2 separate regions of the Zea mays genome follow, and region 2 is linked to region 1. Evidence: chromatin contacts called from public Hi-C data. All regions are on one chromosome and are shown on one strand. Each heading gives the region's core, a stretch centred on a gene start, on an enhancer-like site or on the middle of the called end of the contact. The rest is flanking DNA. Distances are from core to core; before and after follow the strand shown. Region 1 has its middle 150 kb from the start of LOC100272233. Region 2 has its middle 55 kb from the start of LOC103632654.

Region 1 (7,241 bases), core at 1,345-3,844:
GGCCCTAGTCTCTGGAGGTGGTTCCTCCTCTAACCCCTAACCTGCTATGTTTATTTTGTCTTCTTGGTTATCTATCACAGAGGAGCAGGTGGAGAGTCTTGGGAATGAGGAGCTGGTGCTTGTGGCCAGTCGGTTCACGCGGTTCCATAACAATCACCAGAACTAGCGGCGTGGTGGGTCAAAGGATGGATGCTACAACTGAGGAGACCCTGACTACTTCATCACCAGTTGCCCCAAGAAGGGCAAGCAGGAGGCTAGCCCGTGCGACCACCACTCTAGTCGGCGCAAGGGCAAGCGGAATACTCCTCTGGCAAGCACAAGTCCAAGGGAGGATTTGATAAGTAGGCGCTCAAGACGAAGTACCTCCAGAAGGCCAAGATCAAGGAGCATGCCTTCCTCACCTCCCTCAACGACCTTGACCACGACTCCGACGACATCGCTTCTTGCTCAAGAGATGAGGAGACTGTGAGGCAGGTCGAGGACAAGCTGAACGGGTTGTGCTTCATCAGGTATTGTGTAATAATATAATATATCGCTAAATTTGTGTGTGTATATTATTATTTTATTTTATTTAAACCTTATAGATGTATTACTTTTGTATCAGTATTGTTCTTAACTTTTATATAGATACGTATTTTACACTACCTCCGATCTTGAATATTTATTGTCTGTTAGTTCATTTTTGAACTAAAACACGACAAATAAAAAGAAGGGATGGAGTATTTTTTTAATACCTAGTTCGCGATCTAAACGAGCTAGCTCAATTTTCTAAACAAATCAAGTTTAGTGGAGCTAAACAGAACTGACTTATTAAATAACGAGCCAAATTAAATTGTGGCTCTTTATCTTAATCAAAATGTTTAGTTGGCTTCAATCCGAAACGACTTCTATTGTTTCTACATTGTTTATCTCTAAGTATTGCAGTTGCAGTTGTCCAAACAACTGACTTTAATCCGAAACAAACAGCCTGAATGAATCGAGTTTGCTTATCATGGCACAATGTTGTATATACAGTTCTCTTAACTCTAATTTAAAACAACATTACGGGTTTGTTTGAGAGCAAATGTAACTGAGGGATTCAGAGAGTCAAAATCCCTTACTATTCATTTTGGTCCCCTCAATCACATTCATTACCCTAGTCCCATACGAACCCTAAAGGCTAGTTTGAGAGGCACAACTAGCCCTAAATGTTAAAAGTAGGACACGTGATTGCGGAACTGATCGTATCTTGTATTTTGTATTATACTATGGACTCATTCAAGTCGAAGAATTCAGATATCTACGAGCGCATATTTAAATTAGAAGGTCATCATGTAAACAACCCTGACCAACAAAGATTGCCGGCCTTCTTCGATGGATTGAATGCGTCCAACGAACATTTTCTATGTGGTACTGTAATCACAATAAAGTGATGCTTTCTCTATCGACGTGATCCCGGTAGCTAATACTAATACACAAAACTAAGTAATACATAATTTGGATGTTTTTTTTCACATTCCTAGTTAGTCCTGGTCAATCAAAATCAAATAGATTTTCAGTCAGAGGATACCGGCCGCGCACTACTAGCTAGAAGGGAATTTCGGTCTAGAGGTATGTTTATATTATCTTAATCTAACAAGGATCATGTTTATAAGGTGTTTGGGTCATTATCAGACATCAGCTGATGTTAAACAATGGGTCGTGGCCGGTTTCTGCAACTAACCCCGTATACTCCAAAAGATAGAAACTGCACAAGACACGGACAACCTTTTGAAAGAATATTTTAAGGAGGATGTTCTTTCTTTTTTAAAATTTCAATTAGCAAACATGTCTTTATATTGCAACAGGCGTATGCCTTGTTGTGGGATCACATGTAACTAGTCATCTTTGTTTAATTGGACTTGGTCTCATCTTATTTTAATTAAATTAAACAGATCTTAAGATCTTCCCTCAAAAAAATAAACATCAAGATCCATAATAAAATGCTAACTGGAAAATAAAATGCTAGAGAGACATTATAGGGGCTTCGGACAGCCTCTGCTGATAAAATAGCGAGCTACAGTAGATCGTATGTGCATGTTGAACATGCACGAGGCATGATTGCATATCGTGTATATAGTTATGTAAAACGTTGTTTGTAATGTTAAGTTTAAATAGGAGGTGAAATAGAGAATAAGATAAGAGAGCTGCTGAAGATAGCCTCAGCGAAGAGATTTTAGTATTTTACAACTTCGAAGTATAATTGAAGTGTTGTTTGTAGAAGGATAGTGTAACATTTCACTCAAATCCCACTTGCCAAAAATCACAACTTTCTACAAAAAGAAATTGGTGTATGCTTGGTGACATGCTCATCTAGAAGTTATTCAGTCGAGTTTGGCCCAAAAACCATAACTAGATCTAATTTATTAATTATGGGCAGGAGTTTAGATCATCTATCTCAACATTATTAAATATCCGAGTTGCTTCTTATGAGATTTTACTTGATTGATATTCATATAGCAATATTTATTTTGAATAAAATTATCCATATGTGTCTTTGTGCATTGAGAAGAGTACGAGATGGTCGAACTGGAGAGTATAGAAAGTGAGCCCAACAGGCCAGATCCGGCCACAAAAGCTGGCATTTCTACCAGCAAACCGCATGGGGCATGGCCCAAGCATGTGGCCAGACCCCGACACTGCAATCTATATGCCCTCATTTTTCTCTCATGCACTAAAGTGGGCCCTCTGTCCGAAGTGGACTTGCTGCCTGCTCTACGATTTTTTTTTTTTTGCATTTTGGCACTTTCTCGAAAAAAAAATAACGTTTGGATCCTAGAAAATTTTAGTGTCATTTTTGGACCATTTGCTCGACGTCATAGGCTATGGCGCCGAAGTAACACAGCTCGGCGCCATAGGCTGTACCGACTGAGCTAGACAGGCTTTGTGGTTAAACAACCGAGCTCGGCGTCATAGATCTTAGCGTCGAGCTCGGTGTCACGTCGGCGCCACGGCGTCCGATTGTGCCAGCGCAGCACGTACCTCGGCGCCATAGCCTATGGCGGCGAGCTGTGTTACTTCGGCGCTATAGCCTATGGCGCCGAGCAAATGATCCAAAAATGACATTAAAATTTTCTAGAGTCTAAACTTGATTTTTTTTCTCGAGAAAGTACCAAAATGCAAAAAAAAATCGGCCTGCTCTACGTCCCAAGTCTGGTAGTGGTAGTTCTCATTGTTGAAGACAAGATAACGCTTTTAGAAGCGCCAACTGCCAAGATAGAAAAAAAAACCCGAATATTTTGTAAGTGATTTTTATTCGCCTGTTCGTTCATTTGGTAATTCGATTTTTCTAAGTGTTTATTTATTTATTTTTTTGAAAAATAAAGTAATTTCTCTTAAAAATAGAAACCCTTTAAACATTATGGTTGCCAAACTAGCTCTAAAACAAAAAATTTCTGCTACCTGTGCTAGCAAAATCCATGATCAACGGAATATTTTCTGATCCTTGGCTACGTAATAGCGTAGGCGCCCATTTGCTGGCATCTGATCTGAGGAGAAGGGACAGTGAGCGATGGGCCGTAGCAGGGGCGGAGCCAGGATTGTGATATAAGGGAGGCGATCAATTCATCAATATTATATAATAAAAATATTGTATAGTAAAAATATTGTACAATTGTCGGGTATCGTAATTAGGGGTATCCCTAACACTCCTAAACATTTCTGGTAACCACCATCAGCATAAGCTGCAGAGACTGATGGGTACGATTCAGGTCAAGGCTTCGTCTAGTCAAGGGACACGATCTCGCCTCGTCCGAGCCCAGCCTCGGGCGGAAACAGTAGTCCCAGACGAATTCACGCCTCACCCGAGGGCCTCCTCAAGCAACGGGCGCACCCTCGACTCGCCCGAAGCCCAGCTCGGGGCAGGCTTCGTTGTGAAGCAACCTTGGCCGAATCGCCTCACCAACCGACCGTATCGCAGGCGCATTCAATGCAAGGATCGCCTGACACCTTATCCTGACACACGTGCCTCAGTCGGTAAGGTCGAAGTGACTGCAGTCACTTCGACCTTCCACTGACTGACCTGACAGGAAAACAGCGTCGCTCGCCCCGCTTCGACTGTTGTGCCACCCGCCAGGGTGAGGCTGATAACAGCTAAGTTCAGCCTCAGGCGCAACAGGAAGCTTCGCTTCGCCCGACCTTGCGCCTCGGCCTCAGGAGGAGGTCTCTGCCTCGCCCGACCCTAGGGCTCGGCCCCCACCTCAGCCTCGGAAGGTGGTCTCCGCCTCGCCCAACCCCAGGGCTCGGCCCCAACCTCGGCCTCGGAAGATGGTCTCCGCCTCGCCCGACCCCAGGGCTCGGCCTCAACCTCGACCTCAGGAGGAATCGTGTCCTCGCCCGACCCCGGCCTCGGCCTCAGGAGAAGTCTCCGCTTCGCCCGACCTTGGGCTCGGACCGACCGCGCCACGGGGATACATCATTACCCTACCCCTAGCTAGCTCAGGCTACGGGGGAACAAGACCGGCGTCCCATCTGGCTCGCCCCGATAACAAGTAATGATGGCTCCCCGCGTGCGTCCATGACGACGGTGGTTCTCAGCCCCCTACGGAAGCAAGGAGACGTCAGCAAGCTCCTAGCAGCCCCAACAGCTGTGCTTCTACAGGGCTCAAGCGCTCCTTCGACGGCCACGATACCGCGTACACAGGGCTCAGGCACCTCTCTGTCGGACACGTTAGCGCATAGCTACACCCCCATTGTATACCTGGACCCTCTCCTTGCATCTATAAAAGGGAGGTCCAGGGCCTTCATGCGAGAGGGTCGCGCGGGAGAACGGGCTGACGAACAGGCTCACTCTCTCTCCCTCGTGAGCGCTTGTAACCCTTACTACGAGCGCATCCCCCGGCACAGGATAACACGAGCCACGTTTTCCCCCTTGTGTTCCATCTTGCGCCAACCCATCTGGGCTGGGACACGCAGCGACAAATTTACTCGTCGGTCCAGGGACCCCCCTGGGGTCGAAACGCCGACAGTTGGCGCGCTAGGTAGGGGCCTACTGCGTGTTAACGAGCAACTTCCCGTTGAGTTCCAGATGGGGAGTCTTCAGCAACCTCTTCAGCCCGGGACGGTGCTCCGCTTCGGGAGTCTCGAGTTCATGTCCCTCGACGGCAGCTACGACATGGTACTCCTCCCCCCACAGCGCGACAGCAGCCACGACGGTCGTCAGCTCGCCCGGCGGCGGCGAACTCGACGACGTCTCCCTCCCATGGCGGAAGAGCAGCATCCGGGTCTGTCCCGCCACCCTCCTCGCCACAGGAGGAGGAGGAGACGGGGCAACCGTGGCCAGGCAGGAGGCGGCACCTCGTCGGCTGTCGAGCGAGTCGGCATTGTCCTCGCGCCTGAGACAATGGCGAATGTCGTTTCCCCGCAACATGCCAACCCCAAGCGGACAGATGACGCCAGCACACTCGTGAAGGGCTTGCTGGGCGTTAGCCTTGTACCTGAGATAATGGTGCAGTCCGTCCCCGACGCGACTTCGCCACCGTCCATCGATCAAGAGGTACCGTCCGTCTTCCACCCTATGCCTTTTAGATTCAGCTTTGATCCACCAAGCGATCCCGCTTCGGTGAACGCTTTCATAAAGGCATATCCGAACCTTCTGGGGTACCATATGTGGTCATCCTGGGACCGACTGACGGCCGTATCAACCTACGGGCCCCCGGGTTCCGAGGAAGAAGACGAGCCCGACTCTGGTTGGGATTTCTCTGGGCTCGGTAATCCTAGTGTCATGCGAGACTTCATGACCGCATGTGAATACTGCCTCTCTGATTGCTCTGGTGATGGCCACAGCCTTGACGACGAGGGTTGTGGCCCAAGTCGCGAATATTTCCACGTCGATCTAGGGGGTCACGACGAAGGCAACCACCTTGGTATGCCGGAGGACGATGATCCCCCTGGGCCTGCGCCTCGCGTTGACATCCTGCGGGAGCTAGCTGTGGTCCCAGTCCCTGCGGGGGGTCAGGACACACAGCTCGAGCAAATCCGCGAGATGCAGGCCAAGCTCGACGAGGAAGCATGGCAACTTGTGCAGCTCCGGCAAAACATCGAGCAGGAGTGGGCAGGCCGAGCACTCGCCGGGGAAGCGCGTCATCAGGCCCGGGACGTCCAGCGCCGTATCGCTGACGATGCCAGGGCAAGTCTGCCCCCGGCCTCCAGTGGGGTCGGCCAGAATCTGGCTGCAGTGGCTATACTACTCCGAGCGATGTCGGAGCCATCCACCACCGAGGGGCGGCGTATCCAGGGAGAACTCAAGAATCTCCTGGAGGATGACACGGTCCGACGGGCCGAAAGCTCTGCCTCCCGAAGGCAAGGGTGCCCCCGGAGCATCGCGCAACGACTTCCCGACTCATGTGGGAGGCCTCCGTCCACATCGGGCGCACGCGGGACACGACACCTGCAGCCTCGGATCGCCTCGGCAACGAGCACCACCGCCGCGACCGTCAAGCCCGCCTCGACGAGAAGGTGCGCCGAGGCTACCACCCCAGACGTGGGGGACGCTACGATAGCGAGGAGGATCGGAGCCCCTCGCCCGAACCCCCTGGTCCACAAGCGTTCAGCCAGGCCATACGACGGGCGCCGTTCCCGACCCGGTTTCGGGCCCCGACTACCATCACCAAGTACTCGGGGGAAACAAGGCCAGAGTTGTGGCTTGCGGACTACCGGTTGGCCTGCCAGCTGGGTGGAACGGACGATGACAACCTCATCCGCAACCTCCCCCTGTTTCTCTCCGACGCCGCCCGGGCCTGGTTGGAGCATCTGCCTCCTACGCAGATCTCCAACTGGGATGACCTGGTCAAGGCTTTTGCTGGAAACTTTCAGGGCACGTACGTGCGCCCTGGGAACTCCTGGGATCTCCGAAGCTGCCGCCAGCAGCTAGGGGAGTCCCTGCGACAGTACATCCGACGGTTTTCGAAGCAGCGCACCGAGCTGCCCAACATCACCGACTCGGATGTCATCGGGGCGTTCCTCGCCGGCACCACTTGTCGCGACCTGGTGAGCAAACTGGGCCGCAAGACTCCCACCAAGGCGAGCGAGTTGATGGACATCGCCACCAAGTTCGCCTCTGGTCAGGAGGTGGTCGAAGCCATCTTCCAGAATGACAAGCAGCCTCAGGGACGCCAGCAGGAAGACGTCCCCGAGGCGTCCGCCCAGCGTGGCGCGAAGAAGAAGGCGAAGAAGAAGGCGCAAGCAAAGCGCGACGCCGCCGACGCGGATCTCGTTGCTGCTGT
Region 2 (7,241 bases), core at 3,252-5,751, 170 kb after region 1:
GATAATGGCATTGTACCCGCAGTCAAAGTTCGCCACTTCGAACCTTAGGAACTCGGTTCTGTAGTTCTCCGGAGTTCCGAAGGTGACCGGCATGTAGATGTGGCCCAGCGGGTATTCTCCTTCAGTCGGCACGATGCCGAAGAAAGAAGTGTCTGACTCGTGGAGTTCTTTGAGGTGAACTCCCAAGCCTTGGAGTGTCCGGGGGAAGGTGACGTTGATGTTGCTCCCTCCGTCCACTAATACCTTCTTCACCCTGCTCTCTCGGATCACCGGATCGACGAGGAGCGGGTATTTGCCTGGGTGGTCGAAGTTGAGCCACTGATCCGCCCGAGTGAAGGTCATCGTGTGCTCCAACCATCGGTATGGGGCGGGAGGACCGGTAGTTGCCACCAGTATTTGGCGATCGTTGAGCTTTTGTTGTCTCTTGTTCTCCTACGATCCGTGTCCGCCGAAGATGACATTGACCTCCCTGTCGACACGCGGGAAGGCTCCACCTCCTCCCTCCTCCTGCTGCTGGGGTTGTCGCGGTTCTCCTGGTCCTCCCCGCGGTGGAGGAGGAGGTTGAGGTTGGAAGGGTCGGCCGTGCCCGACGGAGTGCTTGAAGTCTCTGCAGTTCCGAAGGGTGTGGCGCATGTCCATGTGGTACGGGCACTGGGTGTCGAGGATGTCGTCCAGCGTGCGTTCGCCTCCACGAGGTCCTCCCCGAGCACGAGAGGCAGGTGGTCTGACGGCATGGACTTCTTCGCGAGGTCTCTTCTCCCAACGCTTGTCGGGCTACTGATTCGTGTCGCGTCGCGGTGCCGCTGGTGCTGGCTTCACTCCTCCGATGAGGTCCTGAGCTCGCTCGTCAGCGGTGATGTAGAGGTCGGCTTCCTGGAACAGTTGCTCGGAGGTAGTCGGTGCTTTCTGTAATATGGTTCGTACGAAGATCGAGTCATTGGATCCCCTGTAGAAGTCCTCGATCACTGCCGCCTCTGCGACCTCGGGGATACGATTTCTCATGGTCTGGAACCTTTTGAGGTATGACCGGAGAGTTTCGTCCCCCCGGCGCATGATGGATTTAAGGTCCCACGGCTGTGCCGGTTTATCGGAGAGGGACTGAAAGTTGGCGGTGAAGCGCCGACTGAAGTCGCTCCAGTCGTCGATGCAGTGTCGGGGTAGGTGTCGTAGCCATTGCAGCGCGTCTTGCCCAAGGACAATAGGTAAGTACGCGGTCATTACGTCCTTGGTCGCCCCAGCAGCTCGGGCAGCGGTGGTGTAGACGGCCAGCCAGCCTCCTGGATCCTGCTTAGGTTCATATTTGTCGATGTTGGATACCTTGAAGTTAGGGGGCCATTGAATGGCCCTGAGGCGCGAAGTAAGTGCCAATACTCCACACGTGTCCTCCTGTTGTCGATGATGTTGTATGTCCTGGGGAGGGGAGTGATCATCGTGGTGCCTCGACCGTCCCCAGGCGGTGCCTCCAGTTGAAGCCGTGGCCGACTCGGTCCTAGTAGCCTGACTCCGTGCTGGGATGCCATGGTCCCGGTCGTACTCTTCCCGACGACGAATCTCGTTCTCGTGTCGTTGTTCACGTGAAGCATTGATGGAGCTCCACGCGTCCCGGCGACTGTTGATGGCGTGTCGTAGATCTTTCGGCGGGTGAGTGAGGGGTAGAAGGTGATTGGCTGCTTGAGTGAACAGCCGTCGATGGCCCTCGGCGTCAGGAGTCTGAGGGAGGCCATCAGCTATTCGAGCCAGCACCCCTCAGACTTCACTCGGCGTGTTCATGGCTCGGGCGAAGTTTGGGTTCAGGTTGCGCCCGAAGAGTGGATTTTCCCGACGCTGCCTTGTCTCCTGCTCGGCCTGTTCTTGAGCCCGTCGACGATCACGCCGTCGGGAATTCCTTCGCTCCCTGAAGACACGTTCCTTCGGAGTTTCTCCTATCTCTGAGACCTTGTCTCGCGATACAGGCTGCACCGGGTCCCGCTCTCCGGCCTCGTAATGTCACCGGATATTTCGGCGTCGGTTCCTTCGTCGGCGGGATTCCCACTGAGGAGGTTCCTCTCCGGGTGCAGTCGGCTCATTGTCGGAGATGGGGGGCGACTCCACTCTCCCGATGAAGAGGACGTCGGGGTAGAATGGAGTAGCTGTCACGGCAATCTTCTTTCTATTCTCCTTTGAGAGCGGAGGCACAGAAAGATCAGCTTGATGATCCTTTGCTTCTATTTTCCTTGTGATCCGTATCCATTCTCTCGTCGGAGAGGTGGACAGCGGAGTTCTCCGAGCTGAAGGACCCTCAGCCCTTGTATCGCTGGAGGTGATCTTTTTTAGGAGCGCTGGAGGTTGCGCTTTTTCCTGCCTCGCCCCGATTTTCTCGGAGATTTCTGAGGAAGGCTTTCTCTCAGGCGGATTCGCGAGGCGATGCAGAGTTCCCTCCTCATCCACTACAGATGAGATAGTACCGAAGCAGAATATGGATCCGGGACAGAGGATGATCTTGTGCTGGAAGGTGACGGCCATTGAGCTAGCTTGGATTGATGACACACCCCCTACCTGGCGCGCCAGCTATTGGTGTTTCGGGTCCGACCGTGCACCTAGGGTTACCCCCCAAGGTGCTTTTTAGGAGTAGGACGGTGTTACCGACTGTAGCTCGATGGTTCGTGCTGGGCGCACGAGAAATAGTAGACAATGATGTACAGGTTCGGGCCGCTTTGAGATGCGTAACACCCTACGTCCTGGCTGAAATGCTTTATGCGATGGGTTACAAGGGAGCTCTATAGTGCTGGAAAACGTAGAGAGCGGGATGGATGGCTAAGTGATGAATGATGTCTCTCTCGATCGTCTTGAAGGGGTGCCCCCTAGGCCTTATATACTCGACCGTGGGGCATTACATGTGGATATGATAACAACGTGAGCCAGAATAATAGTGAACTAACTGAGTCTGTCTTCCTATAATTCAGCCGACTCATCCTCGCCCAGTTCCGATGTACGGGGCTCCTGTGCGGGAAGGTCGGGTCACTGCTGTGATTACTGCTCGGATGTTGTTGGGCCGTCTAGTTTGCACCGACCCGGCCTTGTGCTGATCTGTCTCACTGGTCGCTCCTCCCAGGCCCACGAGAGGGATGACCTTACGAATTATGGGGCCTTTGGGCCTTTCGTGAGGTCTTTTATCCTTCTAGTGGACCCGGGGGATATCTGTCCCCCACAGCCTGGGGTCGGGCGAGGCGAAGATCTTCTTGCGAGGCCGAGTCTGGGGCCGAGGCCTGAGGTCGGGCGAGGCGGAGCTCCCTGTTGCGCCCGAGGCCGAACTCGTGGGAGATCGTGACTCAGTTTTATCCTGGTGGTCGGCACGGTAGCCGGAGCGGGACGAACAGCGCTGTTTTCCTGTCAGATCGGTCAGTAAAGGGGCGAAGTGACTGCGGTCACTTCGACCTTGCCGACTGAGGCACGCGTGTCAGGATAAGGTGTCAGGCGATCCCCGCATTGAATGTGCATGCGATACGGTCGGCTGGTAAGGCGATTTGGCCGAGGTCGCTGCACGACAAAGTCTGCCCGAGCTGGGCTTCGGGCGAGCCGAGGGTGCGTCTGCTGACTGAGGGGACCCTCGGGCGAGGCGTGAATCCGTCCGGGACTACTGTTCCCACCCGAGGTGGGCTCGGATGAGGTTGCGTCCCTTGGTAGACGTGGCCCTGACTTGAACCGTGCTTTATCAGCCGTGTATGGTTTGTTCTGAAGATGTTTTTCGGTCGTGTTTAAGAGCATTGGGGGTACCCCTAATTACGGTACCCAACACTGGTAAAAGAATGTACGGAGGATTGGAGAGAGAGAGAGGAGGAGGTGGAATAAAGTGAGCCTCAACCAAAGAATTTATCTCAATTCTTGAATGATACTAGCGTCAAGATCTGTGACGCCGACCTCATGGCTCTTGGCATCAAGGTACCCCCACGTCGATGCCACTGTGGTGACCACTGTGGTTATGGCATGCTAGCTCGGTGTCGTAGGTCAAAATGAATTTAATGCCCCAAAATTTTAAATGTGAACTTTTGAAGAAAAATGGTTAAATTAAAAAAAAAACAAGGTATAGGTTGTGCACGTGGCGTGAACCACTAGTATATATTTGGGCGTATTTGGGATGAACGCTTGAGGTCAACAAATGTCGAGGAATTATGTTTGGTAATTTAACTAAGGTTTAGCAACAAAAAATCCTAGTATTGAGAAGTGACATATATATTTGTCTAGATAGGATTCAAATTGTTATAATCATAGCCTTAGGTTGTCCGCAGACTGTCATATAAAATAGGAGATTAATATTATAGATGATACTGTTTGTAGAGTGAAGTTTGAGATATAGGATGAGATAGGATAGCTGTTGAAGATAGGCTTAATCCATAGATAATTCGAGGCCTTAAGCAGCATATGTAAAAATGGGTTTCTCTCATCATCATTGGGCCTAAAATCAGCCTCCTGTGAAACCAAATTGGACCCACACCCACTCAAGAGTCAGTATAGGCCCATTAAGCACATGAACCCTGCTAAAATTGCAACGAATGCTACCAGAGTACCAGACACACCATCTGCCGTGTGTTGTGTGTAGCACCGTAGTTGCCAAGTTGTGATGCTTGATGTCTCAAACAACGCTCGCTGATTTTTTTTTAGTGTAACGTGTCTTGGTGACGATGAAGTGCTTGTTGCAGGTGTTCAGAGATGCAGCTTCTGTGGTAAACCTCATTTTAGTTAGAGAAGTATCATCAATTTTGTGTACGTATTGTGATTTAAAAAAGTGCTATCTTTGTGACAAAATTGTGAATGTTTAAAAAAAAGGCCACAGTTCCTTGTTTGGGCAATTGACGACACACGGCCACACGGGCACGGGCAGGAACAAACAACAAGCTAGCTAGGTTGCCCGATGGAGGGTCGGCAAGACGCACATGCACAGCAGCGAGGGCCTCGCGACACACCCATCCGCCCGCACGCCGTCTCACTGCTACAAACGCACAAAAAGAACCGCGAATCCCAGGAGCAACTGGTTTTCACAGATGACCAGGACGCGCGGTGCAGGCATCCTGCGGCAAGCGTCACATGGCGAGCCCAACGGCTCAGGGGCAGCGCGCATGTGGCTTCGGTCCTCGGCCATCGCCCACAGGCTGCGCACTGCGCACATGGTTTGCGACGCGGAGCCGCTCAAAGTCTCCGGCCGCCGAGATGGGTGCGAATACGGCCGGGACCGAGGCAGGCACAGGCATAGGCCCAGGGCAACTGCCACTAGCAGTAGCAGCTCATTCAAGGCGCACGCAGCTGCTCGCCCCTCAACGAATCCTCGAGAGGTGGGAGGACTGTTGGTGTTGGGGGAGTGCACCTTGGCAATGGTCCTCCACCCAAGACCATGTTCAATATTTCATCTATATTATTATCCAAAACCCTGTTTTAAATTATAGTCTACATTGTTCGTTGAGTGAAGTTTAAATATAGCTATGAAGAATTGAGGATTGGTAAGCTGTTAGCCTAATGAGTTGAAGCGTCCCGATCCTCTGGGACTCAAATGTGAAACAATTACTAGTCTCATGAGGCTAGTAAACACATTCCTTACTTCAAATAGTACAGAGTTCGAATAAAAGTTATTACAATACCAAACTACAAGCTCTAATGAGCCTAAAATACAAAGCGCAGCGGAAGATAAACTAGCCCAAGCCACAGGTGGGTGCAGACACAACCCCTTCTAGTCGAGCATAGCAGAAAAGAAGTCTTCAACTGCTGAAAAACATAAATAAATCTGGGTGAATACACTAAGTATTCCACAAGCCCATCTCACCCGTAAGGAGGGAGGGACCTATATAATAAATGCTTTATATGGTGGAGTTGAAGTGTATCGCCCTGAATTTGAGAGTTAAATTTTTTTTCTTTCTCCAGCACTCCCCAAATTCGGGTGTTATCTTTCCTCTTTCTTTTTCTTCTCGCTACGCTTTGTTCTTTTTCTAAAGTTCTAGCGAGAATTAGCTCGATACCTTGTGTAAGTAAACCCTAAAAATATTTTCTTTGGTTGTTGCATAATACCGGACCATGATTTTCTTGCTTGTGGTTGAGTGATTTGTGAAAGTATTTTGGAGTGGAGTTTAGAGCTAAATAGGAAAAGGGAAAAGGGAAATTCCCTCTTCCCCCCTTGGGCCGGCTTCCCCCATAGCGCGGCCTGCCCCTCCCCACCCCCCCCCCCCCCCCCCCCCCCCGCGCGGCCCAGCTCGCCCCCTCCCCCTCCTCGCCTTGGGCCAGCTCGGCAGCCCAGCTCCCCCCCCCCCCCCGCACCCCCACGCGCTCCGTGTGCGCGGGCGGTTAGGACCTCCGCCGCCGCCTCTCTGGTGGGCCCCGTCCGTCAGCCGCCCCTTCCCCAAACCCCTCTCTCTCTCTCTCTCCCCGTGCCCCCTCGCGCACGTCTCCTTCCCCCGCCCGACCTCGCTCTCGCTCCGGTGCCACCCTCGCCCCACGCGGTAAGTCCCTCCCCCTCCCCTCCCTCCCCTTCTCCAGCCGTCGTCCCCGACGCGCTCGGCCCCGCCCGGCTCGGCGTGGCCGTGGCGCTCGCGCCCGCCTCGACGGCCCCCTCCCCCGCAGCGTGCCCAACCTCCCCTACCCGGCCTCGGCGCCCCTCGGCGCGGCGTGCTCGCCCTCACCCGCGCTCGCCCCGACCTCCCCGGCGCGCCCGTCCTCGCCCTTCCCGGCGCACTCCCCTCCCCAGCTTTAGCCACTGCGAGACCTTCTTCCTTTTCTTTCCAGCAATTGCGAATGCAAAATCGTATGTCATATTTTATGCATATTTGACTTATCTGCTCTCTTGTATGGTGTACTGTTTATTTACTAATTCAAATGGATGGATGTATGTTTGCGCTCGCATAGATAACGGTCTGGTTGAGGAATCCGAAGAACTCATAGGAGAAGCCCCTGAGCAGCAGCTGGTTGGTGGAGGCAAGTGTCCCTTGACCCACTGTTGGGGCGAAGGCGAAGACGCCACCCTTCGCTCGATGCCTTCGCCGTCCTCGCTGCACCAACGGAGACAAGACAACGGGTAGACTCACCCTTCGTCCCACACGTCACCGGACGAAGACCTGTGACGAGGTCGTCTCATCTTGCGACCTCGTCCAGCATGGAGGCCCACGTGTGATCCAGCCCATTGTAACAGGCCCTGCGTGGCCACTGCGCATTACAGGCCTAATTTGTAAAGGTCTCCCTGTAATTACGGTCTGTAACCCCGCTTTATGGGAATATTCCGGGGA

Evidence for each region. A called contact is a pair of places that touch in the nucleus more often than the background predicts.
Region 2: a Hi-C map of ear shows a contact between it and region 1, with 2.3 times the contacts expected there. The contact joins two enhancer-like sites. A contact is called at or near these places in 2 of 25 Hi-C or Micro-C datasets (ear and leaf).

Annotation. Positions count from the first base shown.
Region 1 is chr7:104,627,962-104,635,202 of Zm-B73-REFERENCE-NAM-5.0, forward strand. No RefSeq gene overlaps it. Among protein-coding and RNA genes, the nearest start is that of LOC100272233, 150 kb to the left of the region's middle. Within about 2 kb of position 2,595, at least 16 of the 20 cell types and tissues checked have an H3K27ac peak or open chromatin away from gene starts, as enhancers often do. A contact at or near this core is called in ear and leaf, where this site is marked.
Region 2 is chr7:104,799,375-104,806,615 of Zm-B73-REFERENCE-NAM-5.0, forward strand. No RefSeq gene overlaps it. Among protein-coding and RNA genes, the nearest start is that of LOC103632654, 55 kb to the right of the region's middle. Within about 2 kb of position 4,502, at least 19 of the 20 cell types and tissues checked have an H3K27ac peak or open chromatin away from gene starts, as enhancers often do. A contact at or near this core is called in ear and leaf, where this site is marked.